Regions from separate parts of the Mus musculus genome. Here regions 1 and 2 are each linked to region 3. A link is a contact called in public HiChIP or PLAC-seq data. All regions are on one chromosome and are shown on one strand. Each heading gives the region's core, a stretch centred on a gene start, on an enhancer-like site or on the middle of the called end of the contact. The rest is flanking DNA. Distances are from core to core; before and after follow the strand shown.

Region 1 (2,700 bases), core at 63-2,562, 570 kb before region 3:
TTGTTTTGTGTTGCCACCTATTAGAAAATAGGGTTTTAGGGCCTGGGAAGATAGCTCAGGTAATAAATTACTTGCTCTGAAGCATGGACTGGAGTTCTATCCCTAGAAACCATGTCAAAACAACAACAAAGTACATATGCAAACCACTCAGGCAGTATGTACTTACGGTGCTCACCACTGGGGAGGTTGAGACAGACAGATCTTTAGTAGTTTCTGACCAGCCAGTCCAGCCTAATTAATAAGCACCAGGCCAGTAAGACCCATCTTAAAAAACAAACAAATTGGGCTAGACATGGTGATACACAGTTTAACTCCCAGCATTTTTGAGGCACAGGCAGAGGGAAAGGCAGAGGAGTCTCTGTAAGCCAGCCTAGTCTACATAATAGAGTTTCACAACAGCCAGGATTGCATAGAAAGACCCTGTCTCAAAAAATAAACAATAAGAAACAAAACAAAACAAACAAATCTGACTTGAGATGGTCACTGCGACTCATGCCTGCTACCCTAGAACTTGAGACACTGAGGCAGGAGGATGACCAGTCTATACAACAAGATCCTGTGTCAAGATTTAAAAAAAAAAAAAGCTAACAACAAAATTTTAAAAAAATATCACTTGACAGACTCCTGGGAAATGACTTCTGGCCTCTACAAGCACGCATCTATGTGTACGTAAGTGTGTGCCTGCACATAATTAACATGTATACACATACACACACAGACACAAAGGAAAGGAAACATAGCCATTTTCAAGAAATGTTGAAAAGAGCTTTGTCTTGATACAATTTCCGCCACTGGTAGCTACCTGCTCGATTTGTCAGTTGCTGGCTCTCTCTTTTCTCTAGACATATTTCACCTCACAAGCCTCAGATTTCTTAACCCACAGGACAGAAAAAACACCTACCTCACTGGGCGTCTGAAAGGGTAAATAATGTGTGTGTGAAGGTACCTCATATTTCTTTCTTAAACTCACATTCAATGCAGAAGTTTGTGGTTTGACTTTGAAGCCACAGGTTATCAGTATAAGAAGTACAATGTGGTGGCAAGGGTGTGGCTTCCAATTCCAAACCGGATGACACCAGTCATACTTTTCATAGTAGCACTGGTTTACCGCGGCCTCCACGAGCATGACCCATCCTAATACAAAGGGTGGATAGCTCAAGCAGCAGCATGCTAGTAACTGGTGGCTTTCTGACCTGGGCTAGAAGAGCACCCCTCCAGAAGAAGGAAGGAAACACTGTCCTAGGACAGAGCAATGTAGTTATACTCTGTCAGAGAGAGAGGGAGAGACAAAGAGGCAGGTGGGGAGGGAGAATAAACTGCAGGGACTGTTGCTAGACAACTTCCGCATGCTGGCCACACCCAAGCACACCTCCGTTCTCTGGGATGGAGTTTGTGTGAAACAATGGTTTAAAGCTACAATGGCTTTGTGCTCAACCCGGTGCAGATGCCAGCTCTACCACTAGCAGTTACTCAACAGTGGGCAAGTTACTTCTTTCCTCATATGTAAATATGGATCATTTCTGTTCTTATCTGGAGAATTCTTCGGAATGCATAACAGGTGTGATGGCACTGGGGGACTGAGGCAGCAGGACCATGATTTCCAGTTCTATAGTAACACCTGTCTCAAGAGACCAACACAAATAACAGAACTGACTAAGTCAACAGTGTACTCAGTAAAAGTTACCACTGCCAATAGAACGAAGCCTTTTACACCAGCAGGAACCTGAGCAACTGAGTTGGCTTTTGTCTTCCCCTTTTCACAGAGGGTCGACATACAAGAATGGAGCTGATTCTCACAGCAACCTAGGAGAGATGGCCTCTGCTCTGCAAGTGTGTGTAGTCTACCTTTCCTCTTTCAGAGTATCTACTCAAATCCTCAACAAAACTTCCTTCTTGTCTCTTGATTGGTCGGTGAGCTTCCTGAAGGTGGAGAGAGAAACTGTATCCCTGTGAGTCCAGCTGCTTAGTGGAGCTGGAGATAGAAACGCTTCCATAAGCAGAATATTAATCAGAGAATGAATCATGCCTGGTCATTATTCTAATTACCAGGGCTCCTCATGCAAGAGTAGTTTTGTTTTCTTTTTAATGCAAGAAATCTAGTCAAGTTACACTGTAAATTCCTACTAGAAGGGAAGACAACGTAAGATCATACATCAACTTCTGAATTACCAAGAGATCTGTGTCTCACTTCCCTTTTCCTTAAACCCTGAGCACACAACAGGGCTGGATCAATGACTTAATTCAGGAGTTCACAGGAAAAGGAGGTAAGAAAAGTCTGGTAACAGCAGAAGGTGAAAGGGTCCCCAGGGGGTTGGTGTGTGTGTGTGTGTGTGTGTGTGTGTGTGTGTGTGTGTGTGTGTGTGTGCGCGCGCGCACGCGTGTGTGTTAAGGGCTGACCACGGATTCACATCCGTTCCCGTATACTCTATTCCACCTGAGAGGTAAGCACAGAAGACCATCACCACACACTACCCCCACCAAACTGCTCCCACCACTCTAGACTCCCTCCCTCAATACTATCCCTTCTCCCCAACCTCAATAAAGACTACAATTATGCACAGTTGTAACTAAAAAGCCCCAGTCAAGTAGACCACAGTCTGGTCCATTGATAAATGACTTTAAAAAGCAGTTTCCTGTACTTCAAGTGAAAAACAATTTAACTTTGAAATCATGTATTTACATAGGAAAAATAAGAATACT
Region 2 (2,700 bases), core at 201-2,700, 1.0 Mb after region 3:
GGTCAGAGTCTTTGCCTGGAGAAGGGATGTCGGATTCAAGGGGAAAGGTTAAGAGCTACAGAAATGGCCCAGCTAACAACAGTAGATACAGATTCCTATTTCCAAACAGATGTAGGAAATTTTAAGAGGGAAAATATCTGCCGACATAATTCTGAGTGTAATGAAGCAGCATAGTTACTCAGCTCTAGTTAATACGGAGGGAAGGACATGCTCATGCGCATGCGTATGGGTAGGTCCTGCTCCCCTGTGCATCCTGCTCCCCTGCGCATGCGTATGCGTATGAGTATGGCCTGCTCTCCTAAGACTTTTTTTTTTTTTTTTTGAAAGGGCAACTCCCTAGAGGCAGAATCAGAACTGCATGCCTGCAGGACAGGGCAGGTCACACAGATGAGGGAGAGGCTCCAGCTTGGTGGAAAAACACGGTGTGGACAGGCTGCAGTGTCAGGCACACAAAAAAGAAGGGTGTGGACTGTGGCCAAGCAGAGCACCCAAGGAGAGAGCACAAAGCTACAGCCAGCTCCAGGTGCCGTGGTGGAGGGAAGACAGGTCAGAGTGGCTGTTTGGATTCAGACAGGAAACCTGATTGTATATTGTAATGACTAGCTGAGATATTCTTTCAAGCCATTGTTTGCCCACCCTGCAAACAAAGAGAGCCATCCGGCCAGTGCCTCCCTCTGCTCCTGCTAACTAAAGTCCACATTGTGCCATTGTGCTGCTATGGGTGCTTCTGCTATGATCTGTAGCTCTCCCAGAGGTGTCGCAGTGGGGGTCAGGATGCGGCATATGGGCCCTCATCCGACCTCCAGTGTGACTAACTCTCCACTTCGAGAACTATCAGATATTATGGGACATTCTGTTACTTTGAGTCTAAAATCCCACAGAAAACGGAGGAGCAGGGAAGACTGAACGTAGGATGCTAACAATTTTACCTCCCTCCTACCAGTGTCCAAGTATGCATGATGCCTTTTCTCCCTCCTGTGGTGCTCTATTGGAGGAACACAGCCCTGCTTTCTTATGCGTTATACTGTGTAGATAGTGTGTTGTATACACGTACATGTCTCTTGGCACCAGATTACAGGAGCTCCTGAAGGAGACATGTTGAGGTGCATGCTTGTTTGAGGACTTAAAAAAATGCCAGGGGATCACTCCACCAACATTCCCCACTGGAGGGGGATGGGAGCACCTATTTGTACTTCCGGGGCACTTGGCGTCCATGACCAGGGCGTCCTGAGCTCACTTGAACATGCTCAGGGAGAGAAAAAGCTCCCACTCTTCAGGCTGGCTCCTCCAGCTCTGTGCCTTCCTGTGCTCTGATCTTGCTGCTCTGCAGGTGCTCCTTGGTGACTCATCTGCCCCTGGGGACCCCTTGAGGGATGCTGAGGGGTCTTCCCTGGGCCGATTCTCTCCAGGCATTCAGGCCTGGGCTGGAGCTAAAATTGTTCTCTCTACCTTGCTTTGTCTTACTACCGGCTGTTCTGTGTTTCAGCCTGGGGACTCACTTTCCCGGCTGCACCACCCGCACCCGGACTCTTATGTTTTTCTTTCTTTTAACCTCATTCCTTATTAAATCTCCCTGTAAAATTGCCCAAGGTCGTTTATTTGCATAACTAAGGGGAGACAATGATTAAGTCTGAGAGAATACACACGCTCTTGTCACGCCCCTTTTGACCTGGTGGGACCTGTAGAACTCCTTGTGGGCGCTAATCCTCCTGACCCAACAGGAACAAGGCTCAGGCCACCAGAGCAGGTACTGTGTGAACAATTTCCCCTCATGACTGTGTGGTTGGTTGGAAATTTCTGCTGTCAGCGTCAATGAGCATTCACATGGCAAGCCCAGGAAAATTCCAACTCAAAATTCAAAGTGTGAGGCCTGATAAATGCATGCTGCTTCACAGTCATTCTGCTGACAAGGAGAGAGTTATGTTGGACCCTTGGGGGTTGTGTATATATGTGAAGAATAATCTCCTACCCATGTCATTATACAATTAATTCCCAAAGTCAGACACACTCAAAAGATACGGCTTTAGTTTTGTTTTTTTGTTTTTGTTTTTTCGTTTTTGTTTTTTTGTTTTATATCTTTTACTAAAAGGTAGGATTCTTTTATTGGTGTTATTTTATTGTTGGTCTCAATTAAAAAACTCCTAAGACATTAATTAAGATCAATGACTGCACCGTTAACCTTTTTGATTAGCTACACACTTTTCCACTGTGTGGGTGACTCAGGATTTATTTCACTGTTTCCCAGGTGTTGATGGCCATGTGAAGGTTGTTTCCCGGGTCTTTACCACAAGGCACGGTGCTGCAATTTAGTAAATGGCATAGACTTCGATACCCCCTGCAAGGGGTTACCTCATCAAAAGGTGCTTGTACTTTGTATTTTAGTAGGTGTGGCCTGGTTATTGCAGGAAGTCACATGTCTTGCTCTTTGCTGTTACCGTCTTTGCTCTTTGGTATCCCCCTCCCCAGGCTGCCTAGAAGTCGGGGTGACTCCAGTGCAGAACTGCTCCTGGCTAACTACTTACTGCTGAGGTTCTCTTGCAGGGCAGTGCTTTGTGTGTATGGAGGTGGCTGGGGGCCGGAACTGCCCCATTGCCCAACAGAAGCAACTGCAAACTGCAAACACTACTTCCCATGTGTTCTCCGAAGCCTCCTGGGGTCTTAGCATCTCTTAGGTGGTACAGGGTCTGAGGTGCTCCTTCA
Region 3 (2,700 bases), core at 29-2,528:
GAAAGACCACTCCAACCCAAATTCTGAAGCTGGTCTCTTCTCTTTGGCACTGGGGACCCCACCACTACCATACTGAACAGCCATGCTCTAAAAAGGCGATAGCAAGCATTTTTTTTTTTATAAAGACCTTCTTTTGGAAGCCATTGTAAACTTTCTAAGACATTTTTCTGCCTACTTTCTGGATTCTGGTTATGGCGTATCCAGATCTGGGAATGGGGAGGATCTGACAAGGTCTATGCACCCTGTTCAGGACAAAGGCAATTGTCTGTAGGGAGTTGGTCTGGTACTGCTATGTATTCAAATGCTAATACTGCCCACCCCCACCCCCACCCCCACCCCCACCCCCACCCCCACCCCCAGACCTGCTTGTCCGCTGATGAGAAGATCCTCAAGTACACCATGTGATGCTTTGTAACCTTGGCCAGTAAAAGGCTAAAGCCTCTGATTGAGCAGTAAATAGAGGTGGGCAGATTTTCAGTTACCTGGCTGGGAGTTACAAGTACAAAGAGGAAAGAAAGGAGGGAGGACAAAACGGGGAGGAAACAGCCATGAGAGGAGATGAACCATGAGCACACGGTTAGGAGAAACAGTATGTAACAAGGAGCATTTGACTGAGATGTAGCTCCAAAACCTGCCCAATCTAGGCTTACAGCTTGTAAGTAAAACACCTGGATTGTGTGTCTTTTATACTGGGTAGCAAACATCTTAAATTCCTTTTACAGGAGAGAGCCCACTGGTTATTTTTGGTTAATTGGAGTTCATCCAGTGCCGCCAGCTGTGACTCATTGGGCAATATTAGTCCATGAGGGTAAATGGAGCGGAGACAATGGATGGGGCGGTTCAGAAACCCTGTGAGTACATATGGTAATGATGACACACTGGGACCAGCTGTGGGGAGACAGATCAAGTTTCCTTGAGGTGACTCAAGGGTTTTATAATTTTGTGGGAGGGGGGGGGGTAGGAGTATGGATAGGCAAAGGTAATTGGGTGTAAGGTACCAAGATGTCTCATTAGCATGGAGAAGCATTTCAGGAATCCCAGGTGCTAACAGGTTCCTATCAGGAGAAAGGAAGCTGAACCTGTAATCTAACCATAGCTATGTGACATTCCACAGGTAGAGGTGTGTGTGTGTGTGTTTTGTTTGAACACCCCAGACAAGGTCAGAGATTGAGGAGCTATGATGGTAAAGGGACTTGTACCAAGTCCAGAAGGCTATCCAGACAATGGTAGATTTTTGACCTTAATTATCAGGGCAACAAAAGCTTTTCTTTTCTGACCTGCTTTGGGCCCCAGAGGACCCCATGGTGCCTGTTGACAGGATTCCAATGCCTAAGTTACACAATAGAGCTCAGGAATTCCTGACACTGGGAGCAAAGCCTAGGGTTTAGAAGGACCCAGAATGGATCTCAGAACCAAGAACTCAGAGAGCCCCAGCCTCTAGTTGGTTTTACAAGAAAGCTATAAAAATTTTTCTCTTGATCAGACTGGTGAACTAGTAAAGCAGAGGGCTGCAGTTGTTAAATGTTGCTGTCTCATATTTTCTGTTGTTTGGCTCTATGTTTTCCATTCTAGTTTTTACTCTGTTTCTTATTGCTTTACCTGTTTTTCTGGCTTGGGGTATCTGGATATATGAACCACAAGACTGATAAGAATTCAATGCTTGAGGCCAGTGGGAAGCTTTGAAAAACCTAGGGCCCTGCTACAGCACCATTGTGACTGTGGAGAACTGGACCTCCCCTTCCTGAATTGCAACATTGCAGAAGGTATGGACCATTTTTCCTGTCTGTTTTGGATATATGAATGTGGCCACTGCATGTTTGTTTCTCTCTCTCTCTCTCTCTCTCTCTCTCTCTCTCTCTCTCTCTCTCACACACACACACACACACATATATATATATATACATATATATATATATATATATTCTTAAAAGTTTCTTTTGCAATATCAGAGCATAACCATAATTTTGGAAAGCAAAACCGATTTTTAACTGTGTAAACAATCCAGTCTCTCTAAAATCAATACCAAGTGCATTATTTTCATGTTACAGAGTTTGACTGCTAGTTATTATATATGAATGCATGATGGTGCAGCTTTTAAAGCTCATTAAAGAAACATTGTTTCAAATCCTATCTTCTATTAGTCTGGCTTCTAGGACAAGAATTACATAAAATATTATCCCAATTTAGAGATACCTTTAGAGACCTGTTTCCCTGGGTTGGTCATGCCATGTGTTGTTGTCCAGAAAGACTCCAACCCTGAGTTACCAGTTCTAAGCCAACTTTCTGTTACCACTGTTACAAAGTTTATACCATACCCAATAACTTGTAAGTCAGTAACATATTTATACATTTAAGACCAGTCAGAAACAAACATAAAGTGGCTACACACATTTACTTATTTAGACTACACAGACAAAATTTTCTTACCTTTTTCTATCAGTAATATCAAGGGAGGAGCACCTTGTCACCAGCTGAACCCAATAATCACAGTCACAGAGATTTTTGTAGGAGAAACAGCCATCAGCTTCCTGACCAAAGAAGCCAAGAAGCTGCTGGTCCCTTTAAGAGCAGCTTTTACAGTAGACTCCTAGCTACAGGTGCAGGTCAACTTAACCAGTTTTTGTTGTGCCAATTCAGAGTGTCTTTTTTTTTTTTTTAACAACACCAAAAAAAAGAAAAAAAAAATCCTTGAAATGAGTT

What was found. HiChIP or PLAC-seq counts read pairs in DNA pulled down with a chosen protein or histone mark.
Region 1: a contact with region 3 is called in an H3K27ac HiChIP or PLAC-seq map of embryonic stem cells, with 2.0 times the contacts expected there. The contact joins two enhancer-like sites. A contact is called at or near these places in 1 of 39 promoter capture datasets (cranial neural crest), 12 of 115 datasets of contacts at active chromatin or transcription factors (bone marrow-derived macrophages, embryonic stem cells, epiblast stem cells and 4 more) and 1 of 9 other capture datasets (liver).
Region 2: an H3K27ac HiChIP or PLAC-seq map of embryonic stem cells shows a contact between it and region 3, with 3 times the contacts expected there. The contact joins two enhancer-like sites. A contact is called at or near these places in 2 of 115 datasets of contacts at active chromatin or transcription factors (both in embryonic stem cells) and 1 of 9 other capture datasets (embryonic stem cells).

The regions. Positions count from the first base shown.
Region 1 is chr11:30,181,894-30,184,593 of GRCm38.p6, forward strand. The region is part of intron 1 of Sptbn1 (spectrin beta, non-erythrocytic 1); the gene reads right to left. Among named protein-coding and RNA genes, the nearest start is that of Sptbn1, 37 kb to the right of the region's middle. Within about 2 kb of position 1,313, at least 142 of the 459 cell types and tissues checked have an H3K27ac peak or open chromatin away from gene starts, as enhancers often do. A contact at or near this core is called in embryonic stem cells, where this site is marked.
Region 2 is chr11:31,744,306-31,747,005 of GRCm38.p6, forward strand. No RefSeq gene overlaps it. Among named protein-coding and RNA genes, the nearest start is that of Gm39674, 5.6 kb to the right of the region's middle. Within about 2 kb of position 1,451, at least 29 of the 459 cell types and tissues checked have an H3K27ac peak or open chromatin away from gene starts, as enhancers often do. A contact at or near this core is called in embryonic stem cells, where this site is marked.
Region 3 is chr11:30,749,418-30,752,117 of GRCm38.p6, forward strand. No RefSeq gene overlaps it. Among named protein-coding and RNA genes, the nearest start is that of Psme4, 21 kb to the right of the region's middle. Within about 2 kb of position 1,279, at least 36 of the 459 cell types and tissues checked have an H3K27ac peak or open chromatin away from gene starts, as enhancers often do. A contact at or near this core is called in embryonic stem cells, where this site is marked.